2 separate regions of the Rattus norvegicus genome follow, and region 1 is linked to region 2. A link is a contact called in public Hi-C data. All regions are on one chromosome and are shown on one strand. The core of a region is the stretch at or near the end of the contact, and the rest is flanking DNA. Distances in the headings are between cores, read along the strand shown. Region 1 overlaps Setd3 (SET domain containing 3, actin N3(tau)-histidine methyltransferase). Region 2 holds the start of Bcl11b (BCL11 transcription factor B).

Region 1 (3,077 bases), core at 252-2,751, 99 kb after region 2:
TTCCTGGGGGGGCGAGAGACATCAAGTTAATGACAAGAACTCTAAATTGTCGAAGCAGCACCAAGCTGCAGCTCAGCCTGAGAGGGTAAGGTGCTAACAGCTTTTAAACTGAGGCTTCACATCGCCGAATGACCCAACACTTCCAGCAAAACTGCAGCTGACTCAGGGCTCTTGTTACAGTAAGTCCGTACTCTCAAAACAGAGCTAAGGCCAAGTTAAATGGAGCCAACACAGAATGGAGGGCATCACTTGCGTTCATCTCTGTGATTGGAGCCCCATGTGGGCCTAGAGTGAAGGCTAAAAATTAAAAAAGAAGAGAGAAACAAGTCTTCCAGCCAGGCCTGGTGACAGCCTGTAATCTCAGCTAGTCAGGAGACTGTCAGCATGGTGATAAGTTCGAGGCCTGGATGACTTTAGTGACACTCTGTCTTGAAAATAGGACGGGGGTTTGGCTGTACGACAAGCCTCTGTATGCTGGTGCACAGGAGAGAGAAAGAGCTGAGGGAGGGATGGGGGATAGGAGGGGAAGAAAAGCTTATATTTGTGGTATCATGAATTAAAGATAGTTTTTAAAAGTACTAACTGTGTAAAATTTATCAAGTGCTATTAAAATCAACATGATAAACTGTGAAACACTGGCACCAAATAAGGAATGTCACATATACATTGCTGAGAATCAGAATGAAGGACTAGAAACATGCCAAGCATGATCTTCATTCATCTAATTACCTCAATTGTCGTTTTATATGTTTTTAAAAGAAGTGAGGCTCTATCTTCCAGAAATGTCCAAAGTTTGACCTCATTGTCCCAGCTGACAGGAAACTCCGAGTTCCCCAGAGTGAAGATCCTGTCAATGGCGCTGTCCCCTAGCAAGTGCTCTTTCAGCTCCTCTACAAGAGACACACATAGCAGTCAGTCGGGAAGGCAGCACAGCTCACTCTGACAAGCCGTCCGTCCTCTATGTCCCCCAGCACAGTCTTCCAGGCTCTCTGAGCAGAGGCACAGCTAAGTTCCAGGCCAGGAGGTCAAGTGAGGCCTCCCTGAAAGGCAGTACTGACTCATGCCCAACTCAGAGAGGGACACTGAGAGCCTTGAGACAGGCTCGGAAGACTATGTCTGAAGACATCTATGGCCACACCCTCACTATGACAGAACTGTTCTTGCTAGCCCTGGAGTAAAGACCTCACCTTACCAACTGGTGTCAAGGACACCGAGGAGGAAGGAACAGCTCAGGTTGAGTCCTGGGTCCTTCTAGAGGTCCCAGCTTCACCACATGGCAGCTCACAACCATCTGTGCCTCTAGTTCCAGGATAGTCAACGCTTTCTTCTGGCCTCTGTGGCCACTGCACACACATGGTATGCAGACAGACATACGGGCACACATACATAAATAAGATAAAATAACATCTTAAAGATACTGGGAGCCACTGTCGTCCTGGTAACTACACACGTAAGCCAAAGATGGAGAAGCAAGTACATGGACTGTAGAAACCTGACTCAAAGAAAAGTGAGTCAGTCTCAGTCAGAGTCAGCCTGCCTGCCCCCCTCCCAGCTTCTCTCCCTCTCCCTCGCTCGCTCTCAGCAATCTAAACCACACAGAAACACAGCCTCTCAATACCTTACAGATCTGTGTAAGAAGAATAACTCAGCAATGGCTCTGAGCGTTCCTCTCCTGCCCATCCTGTTCAGTTCAACAAACACACCCAAGCTTCTTATGTAACTGTGAGACAGTCTCTCTTTCAGAGCTAAATGCCCTACAGCTGTCACTATTTACAATTCAAATCGGGAGCTGTGCTGCCAGCAAACCAAACTTTATTAGTATTAGTTGGAGTGGTTCACAGACTCCATCGATTGATTGTCTGTGACGACTGAGAAGACAAACTGTCTTCTGAGAAGAAACTACAGAACAGCACCAAACACAAGAGATTTTTAAAAAGGGCATGTTATCTGATGTTTTAAAAATGACTATCTAGTTCCAAGGTAAAATTCAGGCTTAACCTTTCATAGAGATAAAGATATTTAAAAAAAAAAAAAAAAAAAAAAAAAGCTTCTTTAGAAACAGAAATTTCTTTCCAGAAGTTTCCAGTTCTGAGCCACTGCCATCACTGTTCCTGGCCTCCCAGCGCCATGGCTGCAGACAAGCCATACAAAGCAGCCACTGGCCTGACCTAGACACCAAACCTTTCTTGTCCCTGTCATCCTTTCCCCAGAGGTTCCCGGGCCCAAGGTGGCCTGAGTCTCTCTTGCTGAGTAAGGGCAGTCCCCTGCCTGTGTCTACAGGGAATACCTCATCCTACTCTTCCCCCTACCTTCCCCCCACCATCACCACATGCAAATACACCAAGAATTGCCCCATGAATTCTATCAGTTGCACATCAGCAGGAACATGGGACTGTCTGGGACAGGGACTCTGGAAGTAGCTAGGTTGGCTCTGGGTCAAGGCCACCAGTCATTAGCTGAGCAGCCCTTTTCTCACTCTTCACACTCTGAACTGGAGACTCCACCAGCGTGATAGGAAGCACCTTACAAGGCACAAGATAAAAACACAGGAAGCACCGTGTAGAACACTGGGCATGGCACAAGCTACAGGGACTGCCATTACCAGCGTTCCTCCCCCGCCCCACCCCCCTAGATTCCTTGCTCATTAAATATAGAAGAAAATACCACAGACCACCCTAGCCTGTACACAGAAAAGTTTCTGTGTGATGGAAGGTGCTTGCTCTTCAGGGACAGCTACCCTGTCTCACTCTGGTTCCCGATAGCTTCGTCTCTACTGTCTACACTCTAGGACTAAGTTCTTGTACACTCAGGCTTCCTGTCAAGCCCTGAACCCACAAGAGATGGGGACAGCAGGGACAGCCACCTATCCATGGCTGCAATGACTGCTTTAGCCAGCTGCACTTCCCTAACACTTAGGTGGCTTTGTTCTAGAAAAACATTTAACTGTTCAGTAAATCATTTATTCTCTAGCCCAGCCATTCTGTGTAGGGTTGAAGGTAGTATAAAACAACAGGCCCCAGCACGGATGAAAGCCCCAGACCAGCAACTGGGCACACAGTCGAGGGTGTGAACAAAAG
Region 2 (2,787 bases), core at 110-2,609:
TTCGGCTCTCGACTGCAGGGCAGTCAGTCCTCAGCGGCGGCCCGTCATTCACAGGCTTCTCCAGCTCCAGCGCGGGGAGCCCGGCCCCAACGCAGTGAGGTGAGCGAAGAATTGCAAGATTACAACCTGCCTGAGGTCTCGATGGCACCCAGAGGAAATTTTATTTCTATTGCAATAAAAAAAATAATAAATAAAAAGCAACCGCAACCAAAAGAGAAAAAAAAAAAACCCGCGGGGAGAGACTCGCGCTGGCTGCGGCCAGGGCGTCCCAGAGCTCTGCAAGCCGACCTCGCTGGTGGCAGCGCCGGGACCCGGCGGGTTCCGGGAGAACTGTGTACCTGCGCGGCTCGCGCTGGCGTTTTCTTTTCTAAACGAACCCAGCTGGGGCGTTGGAAGCCGCTGAGTGTCTGCCCTGCTGCCTGACTTTGCCAGCCCCGCCACTTGCTTGAAATCCGGCGGATTTGCACTGCGACCTGCCTTGTTTATTTAGATGGGGAAGATGAAAGATACAGAGATAGAGAGATGGATAAGAGGATGATAGGTATTTTCTCCCCTTCCTTTTTTTTTTCTCCTCTTCATTTTTACTGTTACAAGAGCATCCCTCTTTTCCCACTCATGACTCTTTTTTTTAACTCGTGGCGGGGATTTTTTTTCACCAACCCAAAACCTCCCCCCACACCTTTTTTTTTTTTTTGAGTTGGGGGGGAAAGAAGACAAGACCGTCCCAGGAGACGGAGGTGGGGAAATGAGGAGGGGGTGCTCCAGCCCAGCAAACAGCTGCGCAGCTGGATTCTTTTGCAAATAGCGAGAGGAGGGGAGGGGACGGCGGCTTCGGAATCCTAGCAGCGGCGCGGTCGGCGCCCTGCCTGGCGGGGCGCAGCGACCGGGAACCCGAAGCCCGCGGCTACCCCTTTACCCTGCGGGTCCTCGGGTCCAGGGCTCACTCGGGGCTCCGTCCGCCCGCTTCTCCGAGCGCGGACCCACGCGCTCGCCAACTTTTCCCGGTTCCCCCTCCCCCTCCGCTCCCCGGCCCCCTCCCCCTCCTCTCCAAACCCCGCCACCAGCGCCGCCGCCGCCACACACGCCGCTTGGAGGGCCGAGCGTCCAGCCGGGCTCGGCGCGCACAGCCGCCTGCAAGCCCGCGCACCCCCTCCCCGGCCCGGAGCCCGCGGCGGCTGCCCCCGGCTGCAGAGAAACTTTCCCAGAGCCCCACGCTCGGCCTCTGAGCCCGGTTTGGTGTCCCCAGCCCCGGGCGCCCGGAGCCCCAGCCGCCGGCCCCTCGCGCGTGCGGCGGACACTTACGCGTGATGAGTTCCCTCTGGGACAAGTGCTGCGGGTTGCCCTGTTTGCGGCGGGACATTGCCCCGGCATCTATTCTGGCATCGCCCGGAAAGCTGCACAGATGCGGGCCGGGGAGGGGGTCTGAGCCGCCGCCGCCGCCGCCGCGCCTCCTCCTCCGCCCGGGTTGGTGCCTCTGCCCTTCCTCTCTTCCTCCTCTTCTTCTTCTTCTTCGTCTTTATTTTGCTTTTTCTTCTGGGCTGTGTTTTTGTTTTTGTTTTTGCAAAAAGAAAAAAGAAAAAGCCAGGAAGATGGCTTGCTCTAAAATAGAGAAAGGCTAAAATAAATTATAAAGCTGCTGTTGCTCGCCGCGGGCTGGCCGGTTTCTTTAAAAATATATTCTTTTGGAGGAAAAATATCTCTCACACTTCTTCAAAGTGCTTGGCCTCTTAGACTTGTAAATGTCTTCTTGAAGTTACGCCGGGTTTTGCACCGGCCTCTGACACTTTTCTTTCGGGGTCTGGTAGGTGGAACGCGCACTTCCACCCAAGGGGAGGGGGGAGGAAAAATGCAAACAAATTTCAAAAAAGCAAAAAAAAAAAAAAAGGCAAAGAAAACTTGGGGACTTGTCTCGTACCCCCTCACCCCGCCCCCTCAAAAAACCCGAAAGCAATGAAAAACTGCCTTGGTTCGGTTCTTTCTGGGTTTTCTGCGCGCTGCCTGCTTTTTTTCTTTCTCGGAGGCTGACCCCTCCGAGGCTCTGGGGGACTCCGGGAGCGGCTCCTTCCCGGGTCACCTGGCAGGCTGGCGCCGGCCGGAGGGGCTGCGGGTCCCCGCGTGCGCTCCCCAGCGCTGCCCGGCGCCGCCGGCCCAGGGGGAGCGGGACTGCGGGGCGGCTCGCCCAATGCGCCCGGGTCGGTGCGGGCGTGGACGGGAGCTATAGATTGCAACGTGAAGATGGCGGAGTCCGGGTTCTCCGGGAGCTCTCGGTCTCTCTGTGGCTGGGGCTGCCTCTGTACAATGGGATAAAATTCAAGTTCAAGTGCGGACGTGACGTTTAATCTGCTCTAGAGACAAAAAGACCCAGAGAGTCGGAGCACTGGGGGCGACTAGCGGTGGCTTTTTAACATTGTACCCTGTAAGAGAACAAGAAAGCACACACCGAGACACGCGCGCGCGCACTCACACACACTCGCCAGTGCGCACACCCGCAACCCAGGCCGGCCACACGTGCAAACTACTGTTTTTGTGAGCTGGTCTTATCACCGAGCACCGGCTTCGCAAAAGTGGGGGTGGGGGGGAGTAAATAAAATAAAATCTTGTCCCCACTCACTCTTCCTCCCCCGGGAGCCGGACTCCCTGAGAAAGGGGGCGGAGTGCTGTGTGAGTAACTGAGGTACACTGAGTCCAAGTAAGTCTAAACCCACCCACTCAAGAAGGAGGGCTGGAAATCGGGGGGGGGGGGGAGACTGAGGCGACAGATACAATTGTTTTACTTCACTCCCTGGA

The links. Hi-C and Micro-C count contacts between places; a contact is called where the count stands out from the background.
Region 1: a Hi-C map of frontal cortex shows a contact between it and region 2, with 2.3 times the contacts expected there. The contact joins the enhancer-like site here to the promoter of Bcl11b in region 2. A contact is called at or near these places in 3 of 12 Hi-C or Micro-C datasets (Schwann cells, frontal cortex and mammary epithelial cells).

What each region holds. Positions count from the first base shown.
Region 1 is chr6:132,788,745-132,791,821 of GRCr8, forward strand. Setd3 (SET domain containing 3, actin N3(tau)-histidine methyltransferase) reads right to left here. Exons shown (of 13, transcript NM_001346470.1): 12 at 730-890; 13 at 1-3. Among named protein-coding and RNA genes, the nearest start is that of Setd3, 64 kb to the right of the region's middle. Within about 2 kb of position 1,502, at least 38 of the 93 cell types and tissues checked have an H3K27ac peak or open chromatin away from gene starts, as enhancers often do. A contact at or near this core is called in Schwann cells, where this site is marked.
Region 2 is chr6:132,689,743-132,692,529 of GRCr8, forward strand. Bcl11b (BCL11 transcription factor B) reads right to left here and starts at 1,360. Exons shown (of 4, transcript NM_001277287.1): 1 at 1,303-1,360. The coding sequence starts at 1,360.